Regions from separate parts of the Rattus norvegicus genome. Here region 1 is linked to region 2. The links are chromatin contacts, called in public Hi-C maps. All regions are on one chromosome and are shown on one strand. Each heading gives the region's core, a stretch centred on a gene start, on an enhancer-like site or on the middle of the called end of the contact. The rest is flanking DNA. Distances are from core to core; before and after follow the strand shown. Region 1 overlaps LOC120095963 (a long non-coding RNA gene). Region 2 holds the start of Scarb1 (scavenger receptor class B, member 1).

Region 1 (7,614 bases), core at 1,694-4,193, 69 kb after region 2:
GGCTGGGGCTCCAGGATCCAGGCCACGACTGCCAACGTGTCTCCTGGTGTGAGGCCAGCACCGACCAGCCGCAAGTCATTTTTCCACCTCAAACCTAATGTACGTGGCTTGGGTGCACCAAGACAGGCCACCTCTGTCGTTCCTCTGTCCCATGGGGTCCCCTGGGCCTTCCTATAGTCAGGGTTCAAGGCCAAAGCACCCTTGTTACCCAAGTAACAAACCTGGGGAGTGTGGGGGGAAAGGGTTGGAAAGAAGGGTCTATCTAAGTTTTGTCCCAAGTTAAAGCAGGAATTCTCCCTGGTGTCCCTGTTTTAGAATAAAATCGTGTTTTACCCTCAAGGGACCCACTAGGAACTGGGCAAGAGGTTTTTACTGTGAACATTAAAAAATACATAGATGGGGCTGGAGAGATGGCTCAGCAGTTAAGAGCACTGATTGCTCTTGCAGAGGTCCTGAGTTCAAATCCCAGCAACCACATGGTGGCTCACAACCATCTGTAATAGGATCCGATGATTTTTCCAGTGTGTCTAAAGATAGCTGCAGTATACTCCCATACATAAAAAATAAATAAATCTTAAAAAAAATACATAAGACACTCTGGTTGCAATGGTCTGCACCCCCTTGCTTTCTTAGAAAAAAATTATTATTGTGTGTGGGTCCATGCCATGGCACAGATGTGTAGGTCAGAGGGTGACCTGCAAGAATTGGTTCTGTCTTCACCATGTGGATCCTGGGAGGTGAGGGGGGGGTGTTGAACTCAGTTCCTCCAGTTTGGCAGCAAGCTCCTCAACCCGCTGAGCCATCTCGCTGGCCCTGCACTTCTTCTTCAACTGGCACTGCTTACTTCCTGCCCTAGAGCCATTGAAAGTTTTCTTCTACCTCATATTATTCACTCCATTATGCTGTGGGACACAAACCTCTACGTGAAGCTAATATTTTTTTTTGTTTTGTTTTGTAAGACAGGTTCTACCTTTGTTAGGAAAAGTTGGGCTGGAACCTGTCATCCTCTTGCCTCTCTGCCCCAAATGCTGGGATGGCAGGCATACCCCCACCATATCCAGATTTCTTTTCTCCAAGACAGGGTTTCTCTCTGTAGCCCAGGCTGTCCTAGAACTCACTCCATAGACCAGGCTGGTCTCGAACTCACAGATCCACCTGCCTCTGCCTCCTAAGTGCTGGGATTAAAGGTGTGCACCAGATTTATTATTTCTATGACTGGGGATAAACAGCCTTTCTGTGCTACTCAGGTTGGTTGGGAACTTCTGGGCTCAAGGAATCTTCTGGCCTTATCCTTCTGCATGGCTGGGACCAGAGACATGCACCTCTGCCTGGGTTCCTTGTGACTTTCCTGGTCTGGTTTCTGTGCCTGCTTCTATTGCACCACAGACAGAGGGCAGGAGGACTCAGGCAGACACCCATGCTCAGGAGTCTGGAGGCTCAGGAAGGTTGGGTCAGGCTGGCTGGGGTTCTGGGGATGTTTGTCCCCTGCCCTGCAGGTGTCTGTGTCTTACATGGCTGCTTTTTTTTTTTTTTCTTTTTTCTTTTTTTCGGAGCTGAGGACCGAACCCAGGGCCTTGCGCTTGCTAGGCAAGCGCTCTGCCACTGAGCCAAATCCCCAACCCCTTTACTTGGCTTTTATAGGTGTGTGGAAACTCAACTCTGGCCTGGGACCTCCCTCCACCTTAATCTGTTACCAGCAAACAGAGCCCCATGCGGTCAGATCTCCTTTCACTGGGTAAGGGACTAAACACATTCAGCCCCTAACAGGACACCCCACTCTAGTCACTAGGTCTGGCCTCATTAGCCTGTCATGTTTTGCTGACTGTGGACATTGTCTCGGGCGGCCTTTTCTGCCACACGTAGTTTATGAAGTTTCCCTGCACACAGAATGGAAGAATCTATGTGCTTCTGTGAGTTTTAATGCATGGTCCTATCTGAGGACCCACTGCTCAAGTGTACACAGAGTAGGGACTGGAACTGGAGTTCAGTGGGCAGACTGTTCACCTAGCGGGCAAAAAGCTTTGGGATAGATCCCCGGCATCGAATGAACTGCGGGCAAAGGTGTGAGGTAGAGGCAAGAAGATCAGAAGTTCAAGGTCATTTCGAGCTACATCACAAGTTCAAGACCAGCCTGAGGCTATGTAAGAACTGGTGGAAGAAGAAAGTGGGGGAGGAGGGGGGAGGAGGAAGAGGAGGAGAAGGAGGAGGAGGAGGAGGAGGAGGAGGAGGAGGAGGTGTTGTGATGGTGTGATGGCACAATCCTTTAATCCCAGCACTCAGAAGACAGAGGATCTCTGTGAATTCGAGGCTAACTCGGTTTACACAGCAAGGTACAAGCCAGCTAGACTATGTAGTGAGATTCCCTCTTAAATAAAAACAAAACAACCCCCCCCCAAGCCAAAAGTAGTGAGGTGGTGGTAACATTCTTCTAATCCCAGAACTCCAGAGGCAGAGGCAGGTGGATCTCTTGAGTTCAAGGCCAGCCTGGTCTACAGAGTGAGTTCCAAGATGGCCGGGGTTACACAGAGAAACCCTGTCTCAAAACCAAAACAAAACAAAACAAAACAAAACAAAACAAAACAAAGCAGAGCAGAGCAAAGCAAAGCTTGAGGTTCAAGTTCCACTTCCCCAGCGCTACCTCCCCACCTCTATATACACACTGACCTTCCTCTCAGTGTGTAACATTTGGCAGCAGGCAAGCTCTGTCTGTTCCAAATATTCTCAGAAGGAACCAGGCAGCGGGGCGCCTGTCCAGTTGGCTGCGGGGACGCCTCCCCTGCAGAGCAGTACGCAGGGATCGGATGGCTGCCACCTATTGTCAGCCGTCAATCACCCGGGTATTTTTACCCTGTGGACCGGCACACCCACTGATCTCTCTCCACATTTATAGAAAGCCAGAGAATGGAAATAACCCGCTTGCAAAAGCTGGTTGCCCAATCTGCAGCCTTCTGGGAACTAGTGTGGGAAGGCTCCCCCATGGGTGTGTGTGTAGAAGAGGTCTGTGCTGTGCGGAGGCCCCAAAGCCCCAAAAGGGAACAGCCGCTTATAGCGCCCCCTGCTGGCTCCTGGAAAAGGATCCTTTTGGTTTGGGCTTGGGCGCGCGCTCTCTCTCTCCCTCCCTCTCTCTCTCTCTCTCTCTCTCTCTCTCTCTCTCTCTCTCTCTCTCTCTCTCTCTCTCTCTCTCTCTCTCTCTCTCTCTCTCTCTCTCCCTCCCTCCCTCCCTCCCTCCCTCCCTCCCTCTCTCTCAGGACTCGGACTCACATCCTTGTGTTTATTTCCACGTTATTAGCTGAGCTATCCCTCCAGCCCCTCCTCTTTTGTTTTTGTTTTTGTTGTTTGTTTTCTGTTTTGTTTTTGTTTTTTGAGACAGGATTCTTCTGTGTAGCCAGGCTGGCCTTGAAGTCAGAGATCCACCTGTGTCTGCCTCCCAAGTGCTGGGATCAAAGGCATTCGCCACACCTGGCTTCAAGAATTAAATTTTCAAAGAGGAAGAAGCCATGTGTCTGTGAGATGCTGGGCCTAGTTTGCCCAGAATTCTATGTTCATGTGACACACAGCCCTTAAACCTGCAGGCCCTTCAGTATCCAGTAGCTCCTAGTTCTCGGAGGATGCTCTGTACACTGTCACCACCTCCTATGCTACCAATGGAGGGTGTGTCACCTCGATCATCTCCTGCCTCACCCAGGCCTCACTTTCATCAGCTACCCTATCCCTAGTTCTCCTGCCTCCTATGGGAAGCCCTCCGTGCTGGTAAATTAAAGATGTCAACTTGACACAACGTAGAATCACTTGGGAAGAAAGGGTGAGGGAGAGAGAATCCCTCAGAGAGGAACTACACAGATCAAACTGGTCTCGGGGGGCCCATGTGTGAGTATTTGCCTTGATCGTTAATTAAAGTGGGAAGATTCACCCCGACTGTGGGCGGTGCCATTCCCTAGGCCGGGTCCTGACCTGTGTAAGAGTGAAGAAAATTAGCTGAGCATGAGCAAGCAGGCACCATGGGTGTGTCCCATTTCCTCTCTGCTCCTGACTGTGGATGTGATGTGACTCACTGCCTGAGTCCCTGCCTGTACCTCCCCGGAATAATAGACTTGAAACTGTAAGTGAAATGTCCCTTGTTTCTCCATGCTACTCTTGTCACAGAGATAGAAATGAAACTAGGATGCCCCCACCCGACCCGTGATAACTGCTCACTCAGTTTTTTCACCTCAGCACCCCTACAGTGCTTTTGTACCCCAGTTGATGCCAGGATGCTATGGAATCTTAACTCTGGTTGTTGGAGTACGGCCCCTGCCTCCAGCCCTGGCATTGTGATGGAAACTCTGGTATGTGACCCTGGAGCACGTCAACTTTTTCAGGAAATATCTGCCCGGAGCCCGCTGTGTGCTTGGCACCAGGGTCCTGGGGTGGGGTGCAGGTCTCCGGAGTCGCCCAACCAACACCCTTCCTCTCAGATGGTTTTGCTCTCCTGCTGCTTCTTTTAAGGGGCACGGCCGAGTCCCAGACCCGAGCAACCCCCACCCCTTTAAGACAGTGCACCCAAGAGGCAGTGACAGAAGCCTCGGGAATTCAGGGAATAAATGAGGTACACAAGAAGGTAGAGCCAGCCTGGGCTGCATGAGACTATTGTTAGGCAAATCAAAATGGAGCCAGACTCCTTGGTGTCAGCCCGGCATTCATGAGGCTGAAGCCAGGGGATCGTGAGTTCTAGGACAATTTGGGCTGAAGGTGAAGCCCACCTCAGGAAAAGAAAAAAAAGCAATGAGCGAAAGCCAGAGCCTCTGCAGGGGGTGGAACAGCCAAGGAGGTGGGTGGAACCTCTGCCTGCATTCGCGTTCACCACACCGTCGTGTTTTGATCTGTCCCTGGAGTATGTGGGACGGTCGGCCAGGCCGCTCCTGGCTCTCATAGGCAGCCTGGGCTTCCACTTCTGTTCTTCCCAGGAGTCTTTCTGAGATTTCGTCTGCTACAGCTTGTCCTTAAACACGTAGGTAGCTTTTCCCTATTCTGAAGACAACCCCCTCAACCCGCATCCAGTTAAAAAGAAAAAAAAAAATCCAGGACCGACTTCTGTGCAATTCCAGAACTGACCACTGGAGGGCGGGTTGCACACAAAGGATGACGCGTGGCGTCTGTAAGGTTGGCCAGTGTCCCTCGGTTCTTGGGAGGTGGAAACCCCGTCATTAACTATCCACAGACTGATTCGGGGATGGGCAACCTTAAGGAATTTTATTTTATGAGTGTTCCAGAGCGCCTCTCCCACGCCAGAAATATTTCTTTCTTAATCTTTAGAATTTGAAAGGGTCTTAACACTAAGAGGCTTGTTCAGGAGCCCCGAAACTAAAACCCAGGGCTCATGATTAGGACTTGGGCCGTGAACAGCAGTGTGGTGCAGACCTCAACAGGCTGAAGCAGGGCAACGATGAATTTGAAGCCAACCTGGGTTACATAGCAATTACTTATTTACGAAATAAATAAGAAATAAAAAGGGGCGTGTGGGCAGTCACTCCAGAGATGGGACTACAGTGAGAACGCTGGGATGCCCAGCTTCCAGGAAGCAACTATTAGGCACCTGCTGTGTGCGGAGCACTTTTCACTCTGAGGAAATGCTTAGATTCTCTCATTCAGCAAGTGACCCCGTGACTTTCTGTGTGTTGGGATCCTGCGGGGCTGAGTTCCCTAGAAGGAGAGAGCATGAGGCAGAGACTGCTGGCTAAGGGATGCCCCTGGGGAGAGGGAGTGGGCCCAGTAGCCAAGGGCAGTTGGGCAATAAAGGTTGTGGGAATAGCAAGCAGGAGCATGGAATAGCTTGAAGCAGATGTAGGTACAGAGAATGGCCACCAGGGGTCGCTGTGGTTCTAGTCAGGAAGCCGACAGCATACTCAACTACTCCAGGCTTCTGAGGCAGTTTTGAGACGGAGGAGGAACATCTATTTTTCGAGGCTCTGGACATGTTAAGAGTGAAAAACAAACAAACAAAAACAATGTAACAAACCCGGGCTGCATAAGGTCTACAGTTGGATATGTTTGCATTTAAAAGGCTATCCCCACTTTTCCTCTGACCCTTTTCTCTCTCTCCTCTTTCCCCTCCCCCGCTCTCTCTCCAAGTGTTCTGGGTCGGCCTCTTCCTCTCTCTCTCTCTCTCTCTCTCTCTCTCTCTCTCTCTCTCTCTCTCTCTCCCTCCCCCCCCCTCTCTCTCTCTCTCCTCCCTTCTCAACGCCCCTTCACATGCCCCTCTCCCATGCCTTCAAGTAAACTCTCTATTACACTTAAAAAAAAAAAAAAAAAACTATCTTCAGCTCCCACACACAGACGCTGTGTCGTGTTGTCAGAGTATAGGGCTTGCAGACAATGTCTATGCAAATAGTGACAGTTCTTCAGCCCAGGAAGCCAGGCACTGAGACGGGCATCTCCAAAGTAAACCTGGGGCTCAGGTCCTACAGTCGTCCTTGGGGTGATTTTGAAATGGTTATTGAGATCTATGTCCTTGAAGACTACAAAATGGCAGATTATGGGGGCTGGAGAAACAGCTCAGCAGTTAAGAACACTTTGGAGCTCCTGCAGGGGACCGGAGTTTAGTTCCCAGTACCGACTCACGTGTAACTCCAGGTCCAGGAAAAGTCTGGCGCCTTCTCCTGGCCACTGTGGGTATTGCATTCATGTGTGCACACATTCACATACAGAGAGATACATATGCATACACTAAATTTTTACAATAAAATAAAAATTGCAGGTTCTGGCCACTACCTACTCAGTGAGATCAAAGCTAGCAGCTAGCCTCTGGTTTCTACATCCATGAGATCTTGTCATTACTTGAGTAGTTGCTGAGTGCTAGACAAATAGTTCACACTGACCACATGTGTTCAGTAATTGTGACATGAGAAATGTCACCATTCCCCTTGTTTTCCCAATGAGGAAACTGAGGCACAGAGCGATGATGTCATAACCCATGGCCTCTTGGTTACCTCAGCAGCTACGCCCCCTCATGGATGCTACCCACTGTTCCTCTATATGCAGTACCCAAGGACTGCCCACCGTGCTGGTGACCCCAGAAAGAACATCTCAACCTAGGTCAGGAAGCATGGCCGGCGCTGAGGTTGGGAACCTCAGGAGGCCTGGGGAGGAAGGGAGGTCACAGTCTCAGGCCTCAAACTGCATCTGTCTAGAACAGGGGTTCTGAACCTTCCTGACGCCGTGACCCTTTAATACAGTTCCTTATGTTATAGCCACCCCCCAACCATAAAATTATTTTTGTTGCTACTTCATAACCGTAGTTTTGCTGCCGGTTATGAATCATAATGGAAATATTTTCAGAGATAGAGGTTTGCCCAAGGGGGTCTCAACGCACAGGTTGAGAACTGCTGGTCTAGAAGGAGCCCTGTTTACCTGGTCAGGCTGCATGGTGAGAACCCCAGTTCAGGCTTGTCCCAGACAGTCGACAAGTGCTGGATGAAGAAAGAGTCATTTGTCTAAAAATAGCACCCGTCTCCCAGAGCCTGTCACAGGAGAGAGTGAGGCAGCAAGGGGACGGAAGGATCCCTTGGAATTTGGGAAGTTGGTATACAGGTTCAGGGGCGGGGGCTGCCCCACTCTGAGGTTTGGTGGGCTGGGCTG
Region 2 (7,871 bases), core at 593-3,092:
TCCGTCAGGAGCATGAAGAGGGAGCAGGTTCAGAGGAACCTGGGCTGTGAAGACTCCCACTCAGGAGTCCTGAGGCCCCTCTGCCCCCCTCACACCCTCCTCTGTAGAGCTTAAAGCCTGTTGGTAGCTCATCAGCCTTTGAACCTGGAAGGTGCAGGTGTAACACAGTTGTGGTTCTAAGGTCCCACCCACCTCTGCTCCTTGGACCACTGAACCCCTAGCCTCCTTTCTGTGTCTGTGTGTGTACACATGTTTGTGTGGGTGTACCAGAATGTGCTGTTCGAGACAGAATATACCTACTGGGTACCGGGTCTCACTGGTCAGAGAAGTCTGGCTGGCCATCCGGCTAGAGCTTGTTTTTGTCTTAGACTTACTTGTTTTATGTATGCAATTGTCTTTCCTGCATGTATGTCTGTGCACCAGGTCAGAGGAGGGCATCGGATCCCCTGGAACTTAAGTTCCATCCATTAAGGATGTTGTGTACTGTTGTGCGGGTGCTGGGAATTGAACCCAGGTCTTCTGCAAGAGCAGCCAGTGCTCTTAACCACTGAACCATGTCTATCGATGTGTATTTCATCATATAAGTACACTATAGTTGTCTTCAGACACCAGAAGAGGGCATCAGATCTCATTACAGATGGTCGTGAGCCACCATGTGGTTGGTAGGATTTGAACTCAGGACCTCTGGAAGAACAGTCAGTGCTCTTAACTGCTGAGCCATCTCTCCAGTCCTCCAGCTTACTCTTGTGTGTCTGGTGGAATCTGTCAGGGCTGGAAAGATGACTTGGCTGTTTCTGCAGAACTTACTAGGTGTTGAGTAAATCCTGACTCTGGGTCATGTTGCTGAAGGTGGTTCCCAAGAGGAGACCTTCTGGGTTTTAACGGGAGCTAGGACTCAGTTTTGACAGGTGTGGGGCTGGGTTTTCTCAGCTGCATATCTATCCTTTGTGTCCTGAGTGGGAAGCAGGCCGCCTTGCCCTCACTGAGGAAGTTACCCTATGTCTCTGTTTTTTGGCTGTAACAGGGAGTGCTTAGAGTTAAAGGCTCTGGCTGTGGGCTGGGAATGAACTAACTGGGCACTGGGCAGGGCAGGGCAGGGCAAGACAGAGTCCCCACCACCCTGCAGGTATCCTGAGTGGGGCTTAAGGCCAAAGAACGCAGAACTGAGTTCAGCTGAGCTGGTGGCTCTGGGTGATAAGGAAGAGTCAGCAGGGAGCATAGTGGCCCGGCATCCTGATAAGCCCCTCAAACACCTTCCTGGATGGAATCAGGGGCCCAGCGTGTGTCTGGGGCCTGGAGTTTTGAGTGGAGGGTGTGCTTAAGGCCTCGAGGGACACGGAATTCTGAGCAAAGGGTGTGCGAAGGTCCTGGGAGACACGGAATTCCGAGGGGACAGTGCATCAAGGCCGCGAGGGACACAGAATGGAGAATGTGCAAAAGCCCAAAGGGATACGGAGTTCCGAGTGCAGGGAATGCAAAAGGTCCCGAGGGATACGGAATTGAGTGGAGGGTGTGCATGGCCCGGAGGCTGGCCCTGGCGACTGCAATTGATGCAGGGGAGCGGGAGGCATTGGCAGGAGTCGGAAGAGAGAAGAGGTGGCAGGAGCGGGGTGTAGCGGATGCAGACGGTGCCAGGGACTTCTGCCCTCTGTGGTGAGCGCATCGGTTCCCACCTAGGCCAGCGACAAGAGCAGGAAGCGTGGGGGAAACACACAGCGGATATACAGACCCTGCAAGAGCTTGGAAAGCCCAGCACTTCGGAGGGGCGGCTCCCGACATAGGCCACGCCCACGCCTCACCATCAGAGCACCGCCCACTCCCCGCCTTTTCCCACCCCTAGCCGGAATCCCGCGCCGAACACGGGGGCGGGCTGCCCGGGCCATGGCGCATAAAACCTCTGGCCACCTGCAGGGCTACTGCTGCTCTGGCCACTGTCAGGCACACACCTTGCTGCTCGGTTTCTGTCATCTCTGTGGCCTCCGTCGCCTCTGTCGCCGTCCCCTTCAGGTCCTGAGCCCAGCGACTCTCGGCCGCGCACGCGGACATGGGCGTCAGCTCCAGGGCACGCTGGGTGGCCTTGGGGCTGGGCGTTCTAGGGCTGCTGTGTGCTGCGCTCGGCGTTATCATGATTCTCATGGTGCCCTCGCTCATCAAGCAGCAGGTGCTCAAGGTGAGTGAAGGGTCCTGGGGTGAGGAGGATCGGGACGCAGGATGGGACGGTGGTGCTACCTTCTCACCACCTGAGAGGCCCAGGCTCACCCCAGAGCCTTGGAGGTCTGAGTCACTAGCGTCCCAGGGGCCTGATCCTCACTGAAGCAGAAGTGTGGCCTGGCCCTTCAGCACACACCGACTGGTGACTGGACCTAGTAACCTCAAGAGCTGTGCTAAACCCCAGTACATCTGTGAGGCTTCTAAGGGCGCCCAGTTCTCTGGGTGCTCTGCCTGTTTCCTCCCGCCTAGATGCCCCAAAGATGCCCTGGGTCGCCCCCACACTGCCAGCCAATCTCGAGAGTTAAGCAGCTTTCTGCTCCCACGCACTGGCAGAGGCAGACACTACTCGGGTCTGCCGAGGGCAGGCAGCCGGGCCTCTCCCTTGATCTCAGCCCTAGGCCCTGTTTTGCCCTTTCAACCGGGGACCGATATTAGGCGGGCGGTGCCGGTCCAGCTACAGACTCTGCCCTGGGATCCGGTGTCCTCCGAATGAGCCCAGAGCTCATTAAGTAAGTCCTGGAGATTACCGAGTAAAAAAATCTCCAGTGTTTTTTCTGACATGCTGAGTTCCCACGGAAGGGGAAACGGAGGCTGGCCTTCAGGGAACAACCAGTTCGAACTGGACCTGGGATCCCCAAGAAGCTGTTGTCACAGGATTGACTGACATCTCACCTCTTAGCGGGTTTGTTTACTGGGAGTTTAAGAATGGCTTCATGTACTGTGTCCCATTGCCCGCTGAAAGGAGGGAATGAATGAGGGATACTCCCTCTTTGGCTGGCCGCCACCTCCCAGGTCCTGGCTGGTCTTCCGGATGGAGCCACAGGTGGCTTTCCTGGAGTTGTGATGGGCATTTCTAAGTCCTCTTGGCCACACTGACATATCTATTGCTTTGGATTTTCAACTCCTGTACGTGAAGATTATAGTTGCCAAGAAGTTCCAGCGTCCCAGGAGTTATGGTGTCTTGGGTGGAGGGAAGATCATTCTTGTTGGAGCATCCGAACTGCTCTGGGCCTTTCTGTTAGGGCCAGCAAAGTAGCGGTGACAGCATCATCTCAGTAGGAGCCCTTGGTTTCAGTCAGGACCTGGCCATGTGTACCCGTCACGTGTACTGGGCTTCCTGCTCAGCCAGCCTGTAGTGGGTAGAGTGAGCAGGTGTCCCCTGTTCTCCTGTTTGGGGGTGAGGAGGAATCTGAACTGGTTCCTTCCCCAGATTCCTCTCTGGACTGTTTTCTTATTTTCAGTTGGCACAGAGACTAAAGATGTTGGGGGTGGGGAGGGGTTGAGGGGGTGGGGAGGGTGGGATGTGTGGGTGAGTGATAGCGTTGGTACCGTGCCTGCCTCTTCGATCAGTCAGGGTCCCATCTGAGCTGGGCTTGAGAAGGGAAAACCACGTCTGACTGAGTTGCCCCATAGCTGGAAGCTTGGAGGTTTACCGTTTGAGCTAGCGGCTTCCAGAACCCTACTTATGAAAATCCCAAAGGCGATTGGTTGGGGGCTGAGTGGCGTGAAGGAAGGAAGACAGAAAGACACGCCTAGCCCAAGACAGCCTCTTCTTAGAGGCCCCGGTGGCTGGAGCGGAGCCGACCTCTTGAGGGAGGAAAAAAAGCTCACTTCAGGAGAAGGCAGGAGGGTAGCAGTGGAGGGGAGCAGGGAGGGACCCTGGAGTTGACTTTGGACACTTTCCTTCTGTGCTACTTGAATGGAAGCCTTGTCTTTTAAATGTTCACATTTTATTTATTTTTTTTTTAAGTTAAAGAAGTTGATGTATGAAAGGGAGGGATACTTAGTTGTTTAAGGGGGGAAAATCAGGACTAGGGGTGTAGCTTATTGGTAGAGGACTTATCCAGCACACGGCAGGCCTTGGGTTCCCTGACACACACACACACACACACACACACACACACACACACACACACACACACACACCACACAGAGTGGGGAAGGGGGAGAGGAGAGGGAAGGGGGAGAGGGAGGGAGGGGGAGAGAGAAAGAGAGAGAAGAGAGAATTTGCTCTTTCTTCTGATGTTATTCTTTTTTTTTTTTTTTACATAAGTATATTTGTGTAGGTCAGCAAATCTCCTTCCTTACAGATAGGGTCTCTCGATGAACTAGACAGCTATTCCCCTGTCTCTGGGGTTATATAGGTGCACTCTCGATGATGCCCGATACTGTATGTACTGCCAGGAGTTTGAACTCAAGTCCTCATGCTTGCCTAGCAAGCGCTTTGCCCACTGAGCCAGCTCCCCAGCTCTAATGGACATCTTTTACAAAACCTGTGCTTTTCCTTTTTTCCTTCCTCCCTTCTTTCCTTCCTTTCTCTTGTGTCATGGTCTCACTACATAGCCCAGGAACTCAGCATGTAGCCCAGGCTGGCCTCAAGCTCACGGAGATCCACCTACCTCTGCCCAGTATTAGGATTAAAGGTGTATGCCATGCCTGGCTTAAATACAGTGTGTGTGTGTGTGTGTGTGTGTGTGTGTGTGTGTGTGTGTGCGTGTGCCTGCACGCACAGGCACCGCACTCATATACCTGTACGAATAGGCTTACCACACATGTCAAGATCAGAGTCTTTTTTTTTTTTTTTTGGAGCTGAGGACTGACTCAGGGCCTTGCACTTTCTAGGCAAGCGCTCTACCACTGAGCTAAATCCCCAACCCCCTGTAGAGTGTCTTCTTCAGGGTCTCTGCACTTTATTATTTTTTTTTCCCTTTTTTTCCGGAGCTGGGGACCGAACCCAGGGCCTTGCGCTTGCTAGGCAAGCGCTCTACCACTGAGCTAAATCCCCAACCCCACCTTATTTTTTTGAGACAGGCTCTCCCATTTAAATATGAAGTGTACCTTCTCTGCTAGACACTGGACGACGGGTCCCTGGGATCTGCCCCTTTCTACCTGCTTTGGTGCCAGGGTTCCAGATAGGAACCAGACAAACTCAGCATCTTTTTCTTTTTTATGAGACAAGGCTTCTCTGCATGGCCCTGGCTGTCCCAGAACTCCCTCTGTAGACCAGGCTCTCCCTGCCTCCCAAGTGCTGACACTAGAGACATATGCTACCAACACTGGCTCTGTGTTGAGCTTTTGTTCAGGTTCTGAGAATCAGAACTCAGATCCTCTAGCAAGCACTTTACCCACTGGGCTATCTTCCCAGCCCCATTCAAAGGTATTTTTTTTTTTTTTTTTTGCTTGACTGGGATAGCATGCCAATCTGTTACTGCCTTTCCCCCCCTTACTGTGTTGTTATTCCTTTGTTTACTGGTTCCTCTGTTGTCCGGCCATGTCTTTGTCTCAGGCTACAGAGAGCACATACCCTCCTGTGTGAAGCCAGGAACACTTGCATGGTGGGATTGATCCTTAGCCTGTGGACCCACAGGTGCCCCCTGTTCGGATTTTGGTATTCTCCTCTATACCCTGTCTGACAAGCTGTGGGACGATGCACTTTGAAGGGATTTAGAAATGACCCTTCATTTCTAAACGCCATCACCCTCTTTGGCTCTCGGTGGTTTTGATTCACATCTTCAGCTCTGCAAGGTTGGGCAGGAGCATGGTACCCACGTAGGTGACCGTTCTGAGAGCTTAGGGACTCAGGCCTACTGTACCATGTGCTTAGCTGGAGTTGGTCCATCACTCAGACAGCCAAGCTTTCTCCCAGCAGTGAGACAGGGGTCAGATCTGGTTTGCTCACCCTGAGGGATTAGCTACAAAGGAGATTACAAGCGGCCTTTGGAAATGTCCTGCCAGTCTGCCTGCTTCTGGTCTCAGTCTAACCACAGCATTGTGAAACAGGCCGAGGCTGCGAATTCTTCTTTTCTACAGATAAGGGATCTGGGCCATAGCAAAGGTCGGCATCTAGTTATTAAGCATTGCCTGTGGTGGGCTGGGAGGGACTTCAAGCGGCCATGATTGATTTGCCCTCCATAGGGAAATAGGGAATAAGCAAGAGCCCTCTCTGTGTGTACAGTAAGCTGCTGGGCAGTCAAAAAAAGAATTAAGAAGGGCCAGGTTTTGGGAAGACATGGATGATGGGGAAAAAGCTCTGTTACTATTTTTTTTTGGAGCTGGGGACCAAACCCAGGGCCTTGCGCTTGCTAGTCAAGCGCTCTACCACTGAGCTAAATCCCCAACCCCAGCACTATTATAGTAAAGTCCCTCCTCCCCAGCCTCTTGTCTGTCCATCATCGCAGCTACTTGAAGCCTGAGGTAGGAGGAATGAATATTCAAAGCCAGAGGAAGTTCAAAGTCTGCCTGGGCTACACAGGAAGTTTGAGGCAACTCAGACCCCCATCTTTATACAAACCTAAAACGTGAGCTGGGGGCATTAGTGCACACTTTTAATCCCAGCACTCAGAAGGCAGAGGCAGGCAGATCTCTGAGTCAAGTCCAGTGCCTGGACAGCTAGGGCTATATAGAGAGACCCTGTCTTTTAAATAAACACACATATAAATAAATAACAGATAAACAAACAAACAAATAGGTAGAGGGATAGACTGCTTCCTAACATATCCATGTCCTTGGGTTCAGTCCCCAGCACAGCAAAACATAAAGGAAACACACACACACACACACACACACACACACACACACACACACACACACACACCGCAGTCTGGTGGCTGTGGCACATGCCTTTAATCCCAGCCCTTGGGAGGCAGAGACAGAGTAATTTCTGTGACAGCCAGGGTTACACAGAGATACCCCGTCTCAAAACAAAATACCGACCCAAAATGACAAGAACAACAGCAAAACCTTAACAGTATTCTATATTTTCAACAGACTCACGTTAGTACCATGATAGTTTAGAAAGAGGTAGGGAAGGGTTTGCACCAGACACACTAGGTAGATAATGCTGACTCCATGATTCTCTGGACATTTTTGTTTTATTTTGTGTGTATAGGTGTTTTGCCTGCATGTACATCTGTGTGTGCAGTGCCCTGTAGGCCAGACTGGACATCAGATCCTTAGGAACTGGACTAACACATGGTTGTGAGCCACCGTGTGGGTGCTAGGAATTTCACGAACCCAGGTCCTCTATCAGAGCAGCCAGTGCTCTTACCACTGAGCCATCTCTCCAAACCACCATGATTTTTTTTGGTAAGATATCACGTGCATGTATTCATTGGTGTGTGAGTGGAAGAGTCATGCTGCAACATGCCTGTGAGGGTCACGAGACAACTTTGAGGAACCAGTTCTCTCCTTCTCCTTATGTGGATCCCAGGGATAGAACCCAGGTCATCGGGCTTGGCAGCAAGCACCTTTACCTGCTGAGCCATCTCACTGACCTCCAATGGTGATTATTTTGTTTGGAGTTCTTTAAGGTAAGGTCTGTCTCGTGTTACCCAGGCTTTATTTGAAATTCCCCTGCCTCAGCTTCTTGAGTCCTGGGAGTAACGCATCTGCGCTAACTCACCCGATCTCTTTAAAAAACAAAAAGGAGATGGTATCCACGTGTTATGAATTGTGCTAAAAATGACAGATGACTGCTCTTGTAAAACCCCATGACCAGAGCAACTTGGGCGGGAAAGGGTTTACTTGGCTTCCACTTCTACAGCACTGTTCATCAGTGAAGGAAGGCAGGGCAGGAGCTCAAACAGCAGGAGCTGATGCAGAGGCCATGGAGGAGTGCTGCTTACTGGGTTGCTCCTCATGGCTGCTCTCTTCATAGCCTG

Evidence for each region. A called contact is a pair of places that touch in the nucleus more often than the background predicts.
Region 1: a contact with region 2 is called in a Hi-C map of liver, with 2.0 times the contacts expected there. The contact joins the enhancer-like site here to the promoter of Scarb1 in region 2. A contact is called at or near these places in 2 of 12 Hi-C or Micro-C datasets (hepatocytes and liver).

What each region holds. Positions count from the first base shown.
Region 1 is chr12:37,024,013-37,031,626 of GRCr8, forward strand. It overlaps LOC120095963 (a long non-coding RNA gene), which reads right to left. Exons shown (of 3, transcript XR_005491951.2): 2 at 7,387-7,445; 3 at 5,203-5,945. Among named protein-coding and RNA genes, the nearest start is that of Scarb1, 70 kb to the left of the region's middle. Within about 2 kb of position 2,944, at least 35 of the 93 cell types and tissues checked have an H3K27ac peak or open chromatin away from gene starts, as enhancers often do. A contact at or near this core is called in hepatocytes and liver, where this site is marked.
Region 2 is chr12:36,955,654-36,963,524 of GRCr8, forward strand. It overlaps Scarb1 (scavenger receptor class B, member 1), which reads left to right and starts at 1,843. Exons shown (of 13, transcript NM_031541.2): 1 at 1,843-2,170. The coding sequence starts at 2,045.